2 separate regions of the Rattus norvegicus genome follow, and region 2 is linked to region 1. A link is a contact called in public Hi-C data. All regions are on one chromosome and are shown on one strand. Each heading gives the region's core, a stretch centred on a gene start, on an enhancer-like site or on the middle of the called end of the contact. The rest is flanking DNA. Distances are from core to core; before and after follow the strand shown.

Region 1 (3,043 bases), core at 346-2,845:
CAGTGCCCAAAAGGTACACAGCAGATCGACATTTCTGAACGGACCGTAGTTGGAGTCTTTCAACCTCCAGATACATCCCCCCAACCCTGGTTCCTACTCCCTAACAGGCCATACTTAGTTCAAGCAACTTCCAAGGTTAGAAAGGAAGAAAAGCCTTTCATTCTAACAAAGAGGCTTGACTATGTCCTAAACCCAACACACCAGGTGGGATTAGAGGAGAGGGTGGTTTAGTCACTGTGAGGCGGTTGTTTATGACACTGTTTGCCACATTTCACAGAAGTCCTCAGAGTTTTTCTTTTTTACAGGCTTTAAATTTTCTCTAACACACACACACACACACACACACACACACACACACACACACACACACTCTTACGCCTCATCCCTAAAGTGCACCATGGACTGTACACCTTCAGCCCAACAGAAGAGCCTTGGGCAGGAGACTAAGAATTCAGCAGGGCTAAGGACCAACCATGAACTCAGAGCCCTGAGACTACTGGTGCAACGAACAGGAAAGAGAAGAAAGTGACATTTTTGGAATCCATTTTACTCAGGATGCTGAAGACATCCTGAAAAAAAAAAATCTTTTTGCTACTGGGGCAGGAGAACTTGAAGGAAGGCCTGTTTCTACCTGGATGCTTACTTAAGGGAAGACCTAGGCCAACTTTGGAGCCAGTGACAGCAGAGTGAGGCAGACAGGTGCATGGGCTGTCCTTAGAGCCCATGGCTTCTGGGGGCACACTTGGGTGCTATCTCTTCAGTCTGAACCCAAGTGAGCAGTAGTAGTCGCTGACAGACCCGCTGAGTCGCCCTTTGTCTGCCCAGTCATTTATAGGAAAGATTTACCATGTTTGCAAGGGAAGAGACTCAAGATGACTATGGCCTTTGGAAGGCATCGTCTTGAAAGTCACACTTTTTCTCAAGCGCCTCCCTCCCAGATTTCCTCCCCAGAGCACCACTGTCACGGGAGGGAGTCTGCACCACGATGTACCTCAAAGGCGCTCTGGGACCCAGAGAGACTAGGTCGGGAAAAGCTGGGGACCGGACGCGTGGCCGGGCGGGGCCCCCGGAGGCCCGGGAAAGGAGGGGAGGGGGTGCGGCGGGGCGCGGCTTACCTGCCAGGCTGTTGTAACAGTCGATCTCAATGGCTTCAACCGTCTTGCTCTGTTCCTCCGAGAGGCGGCTGGCTTTGGGAATCCCTGCCGGGGAGGCTGGCCGTGCGTCCCGCTCCCGCTCCCCCGGGGGCGGCAGCAACCCCTTCAGCTCCAGCAACGCCCGGTGATATTTGCCGATGGCTTCGCGGAATTTCTTGTCCTTGTAGCACTGCGCCCCTTGGCTCTTAAACTCGTGCGCGCGCCGGATAAGCTCCGCGGGCTCGGCCGCCGCTCCAGCCTGGCCCCGCTCCGGGGCCCCTCCGCCGCTCGGGACGCACGGTGGCGGCCCGGGCCGCGGTCCCTCACCGAGCGCGGGCGGGCTAGGGTTCCCTGAGGCTCGGGCTGCCAAGCCCTTCCTCTCCATCCGGCCGCCGCCCGCGCCTCGAGCGCGCCGCGATCCGGGCTTTAAAAGCGCCGGGCGCTGGCTTCGCGCCCCGCAGACTCCGCCGTGGCCGTGACCCTGGGCGCCGTGCGCTCGCCCCGCACTCCCATCCTCGTCGCCAGCCGCCCGAGGCTGCTCCCTCCTCCTGCGATCTCTCGGCTCCGAGCTCCCTCCCCCGCTCCCTCGGCGCCCGCCCTCGTCCCCGCCCTTTTCTGCTCCCGCAACCTGCCCCCGCGGGCTACCGGACCCAGTGCGAGCCTGGCCCTGGTGCAGGGGACAGCCGGCCCGACTGGGGTGGTGGTGATTGTCGCTGACCCGGAAGAAGCTGGGCTTGCTCAAAGGAGGGGAGGATTAGCGACAAAGAGGGCCCCCTGGTTCCCATTCATCCAGCCTTCCGAGGCACGCCGTGGCCGAACGAAGCTGTGGGGGAGGGGTGCGTGTGGGGGAGGACTTGGGAGTTGGGGGGGGGGTCACCTCAATAGCTTTCTTTAGGACTAAAGAGAAAGGTGCGCCAGGGAGCAAGGAAAATAAGCAGGATCCATTGCTTGTTTTGTTTGCAGTAAGACATTACTATTTTAGGTGGCAGGGCCTCCCTTTTGTGAATCCAGGTTGTCTCTGAGGTGTGTCTCCCGGGCGCCCAGGACACTGGGTGCACGTCTGCGTGCCTGGCGTTGTATTCCGGGAGACTGTGTGTGCTTACGCTATGTGCGTGCGCAGCTATGCAGAATGAATCACAGAAGCGGAGATGGGAACACCTGTTACTGTTGGTCATCGGCTTCGCGGGCACAGGGTTCCAGTTTCCATTACTGGACAGTTCCGCGCCCTTACTGGGGAGGCTCCTTCCTTCATTCTTTTACTCTGTCAGTCAAGGTATCAGCTGTACGCTGGAGATTGGCTGAGCCACACGGGCAGATGAAAACAGGCAAGTTACCCGCTCCCCCCCCCCCGGCCTCCGCACCCCCAAAGAACCCATTTTACTGCTGGAAGATACACTCCCTACTAGCAATCAAGAAGGTTCTGTGGAGCTCTGGGGAAGGCTTATGGGGATAACATTTGAAGACCCTGAAGGATGGGCATGGGGAGAGTGTAACCTATTAGCCAAAGCTAGGAAAGCTCACTGAGCTGAGATGTTCGACACCTCAGGTGTATTCAAGACCTAATCTTTGACTTTGTGGCCATGGGAGTGAAAGATGTCTAGGTTTCTGGGTGAAACGTTTGGATCTGAGTTTGTAATCAACGAAAAGGAGACACACATTTTTAGTGATGCAAGGAGAGAGAAAGAATGCTCCAATGATGTGATTTTCAAAGGGTGGTTCCCAGCTCTGCGGCATCAACATCTCCTGGAAATTATAATATGCAAACTCTAAGGTCATATAGTCCAGACTGTCTACAACAGAACCCCAGCCTTGGATCCAGCAAGCCGTGCTTCCGGAGCTCCAAGACGAGCTCAGAGACAGTGCTGTGAAAGCTTCCTACTCAGGCCTTGGACCAGCAGCATCAGCATCAC
Region 2 (3,043 bases), core at 299-2,798, 160 kb before region 1:
TACTTTGTAAAATTCCCTTTTCCACACATGAAAATATTACCAAGTAAAATATTTGTTAAAACACTAATTATTGGGGTTGGGGATTTAGCTCAGTGGTAGAGCGCTTGCCTAGCAAGCACAAGGCCCTGGGTTCGGTCCCCAGCTCCAAAAAAAAAGAAAAAAAAAAAACAACACTATTTTCCCCTCTCTCACCCTCTTGCAGGTAGAGTGGCTTCATCTTAACCTCAGAGAATCGTATGCACATCTTTTCCAGTTTACTGACCCTCCCGAGAACTGAACGTGTTAGATCCTCCTATAAACTTGAACACGTTAGGGAATTTACTTCCGGGTCTCCATCCCCAGAGACTGTGAGAGGCCAGCCTGGGCTACCCAGTAAGATCTTGCTTCAAAACCACAAATGAACAAATAAACAATGAAACACTAATTCTTGCTAAACAAATCACATCTATTCCTGTCTTGGAAAAGGTTTGGTAGATACCATGGCTGTTTTGAAATATGGAAGCCATTGCTATGACAGGCTTCAAAGCATGTAAGAGAGGTTAAGGTCTTTTTGCTCTTCCTCAATCTTGGCGGGGGTGGGGTTGAGGGTGGGGGAGATAACAAAAGGACATAGCGTAGGTCAGCCCTTGCCCAAGAGTGGCAGGCAGCACCCGCCTTTACTCTGCTTTAGTCCTTGATGGGATCTGTGTAGCCTGTCACCAGGGTCCTAGATACAGCCAGCTCCACAAGGCAAGCGCAAACTAGCTGGTTCCGCACGACTCCCCTAGCCTGCGGAAGCACCACTAGGTGACCTCCCCTTTCGTAATTCTAATAACAATGGCCAGGAATCTCCTCTTACAAAGATGAACACAGTCTTCATTAAGGCCAGCAGAGCAATCGAAAGAGTTCTTCCATTTCAAGCCATAAGGTTCCGGAGTGTCAGTGTGCGTTGCGGCGGCAGGGTACATAGGCTGGTCCCCAGGGCTGACCAGGGGAACAGCAGATCCAAGAGCTTGGTCATCTGAACCAGGAACTGGCGCAGCCCGTAGGACCAACCGGCGCAGACAAAGACAGGGCTCTGCAGCCCTCTCGGACCCACACTCGGTCTCACCTTCGGGAGCCACCCAATGAGGCCTCAGCTATCCTCAGGAGACGGACAGCCGCTGCGGGCCAATGGGAGGACGGAGTGGCTGTGGAGGCGGGTCCATCCCGGAGGCCCTGCCCCCGGGTCCGCAGGGCTGGGGCGGAGCCAGATTCGCGTCAGGTGGTCCCGGGCGTGCGGGAGGCGGGGCGCATGGGGCGGGGCGGGGAGGGAGCGGCCAGCGGGCGGCGGGCACGGGCGGCACGAGCAGGTGGGAGCCGCCGAGGGGCGAGGCCGCCCGCGGGGGCGCCAGGCGGCGGGCACTGCACCGCGCCCCTGTCCGCGGTGCGCGCTCGCGGTGCGCACCGGGCGTCCTCGACTCTCGCGCGCCTACCCTGCTCCGGCCCTACCTGCGGCGGCCGTCCGGGGCGCGGAGCCCCCAGCGCTGCCGAGCCGCATGAACAATAGGCGGCGGCGGCTCCCGCGGGCGGCCGCCCCGCACCCTATGGACCGGCCGCTCCATGGAGTCCTCCAGATCGCTTCTCGGCTGCCTGGCGAGCGCCGCTGCGGCCCCGCCGGGGGAGGATGCCACCGGTGCTGGGGCCGAAGAGGAGGAAGACGAAGAGGAGGCGGCGGCCGAGCTGGGATCTCATGCCACGCTGCCCTACTGGACGGCTGTGTTCGAGTACGAGGCGGCAGGAGAGGACGAGCTGACCCTGCGGCTGGGCGATGTGGTAGAGGTGCTGTCCAAGGACTCTCAGGTGTCCGGCGATGAGGGCTGGTGGACCGGACAGCTGAACCAGCGGGTGGGCATCTTCCCCAGCAACTACGTGACCCCGCGCAGCGCCTTCTCCAGTCGCTGCCAGCCGGGCACGGAGGACCCCAGCTGCTACCCGCCCATTCAGCGTAAGAAGGCGGGCACCGGTACCCGGTGGGGACGGGAGGGTGAGGCCTAAGGGTGGGCGAGGAGCAGTCCCGGGGGGAGAGCGACTGGCCCGGGCATGGGTGGGCACCGGGACTACAGGGACTTTAGCTGGTGCTACCCAGAAGCTCTAGAGTCGCAGGCCCTGCCTGGAACACTGGGCTTCTTCACCTTCATCTGACTCGCGCAAGTAGCAACTCTTGAAACCCTAACCCGAGTCTCCTTACGTCCCAACCCCTTCCTCTCCCTCCTGTTCCCCTCCAGATCTAGAAGGGTTTTGGAGAGCAGGTGGTTACTGTCATCAGTAACCTTAGTTCCCTAATCAAGGACCCGGCGGACCTTTTCTGTCGCTTGTCTCCGCCTCTTAAAGGTATGTGTCCAGAGAGAAGTGGAGGTGTCTCCCGCTTGCCTGGGCAGGTTCACAAGTCCCGGAAGCATGTGTGAACTCAAGAGTCAGGTGCCTTTGAAATCTCGTGTTGATTTCTCGGGTTCTCATACTGTATCTCAAAGTTGTACCTGAGGAGTCTCGCCGAAGAATATGTTAGGAAAGGTGTGTAGGTGGGGGAGGGGGCAAAGTTATGAGTGGAGAAATGATTAGAGGGAGAAAGTATGTCTGTCCCTCGTGGGAGTTCAGGATCAGCAGGTACAGTGGCTAAGTCCTTGTCCCTTACAGTCATACTGTTCACACAACACATTTTTTTTTCACCCTAGATCCTTGCCTATATTTGGCATTGGCCAAATCTCAGGGGGGCCAGAACCAGGGTTCCCTCCCAGGCTCTTTCTCCCTGTGTCCTGGTTTTCACCAATTTCCCAGGAACCCTTTGTTCCATGCTCCTAAAGAAATGTTTCTCTCTCTCTCTCTCTCTCTCTCTCTCTCTTTTTTTTTTTTTTTGAGTTAAATTGCCATTGTAATTACTTAATCGCTTGTATATTCTTGGTTGTTGTAGAAGATGGGAGTCTCTCCAAGTGCAGTTGATAGCATTTAAGTGTTTCTGTAACTCCAGTTAGAAGGCCCTCGTACTATATACGGTAATAGTTTATTTCTCGTCTTATGTACTTTG

Evidence for each region. Hi-C and Micro-C count contacts between places; a contact is called where the count stands out from the background.
Region 2: a contact with region 1 is called in a Hi-C map of Schwann cells, with 7 times the contacts expected there. The contact joins the promoter of Map3k9 here to the promoter of Ttc9 in region 1. A contact is called at or near these places in 11 of 12 Hi-C or Micro-C datasets (the A7r5 cell line, the Rat2 cell line, Schwann cells and 6 more) and 1 of 1 datasets of contacts at active chromatin or transcription factors (oligodendrocytes).

Annotation. Positions count from the first base shown.
Region 1 is chr6:107,063,079-107,066,121 of GRCr8, reverse strand. Ttc9 (tetratricopeptide repeat domain 9) reads right to left here and starts at 1,595. Exons shown (of 3, transcript NM_001134731.1): 1 at 1,116-1,595. The coding sequence starts at 1,518.
Region 2 is chr6:107,218,566-107,221,608 of GRCr8, reverse strand. It overlaps Map3k9 (mitogen-activated protein kinase kinase kinase 9), which reads left to right and starts at 1,548. Exons shown (of 11, transcript NM_001100872.1): 1 at 1,548-1,966. The coding sequence starts at 1,582.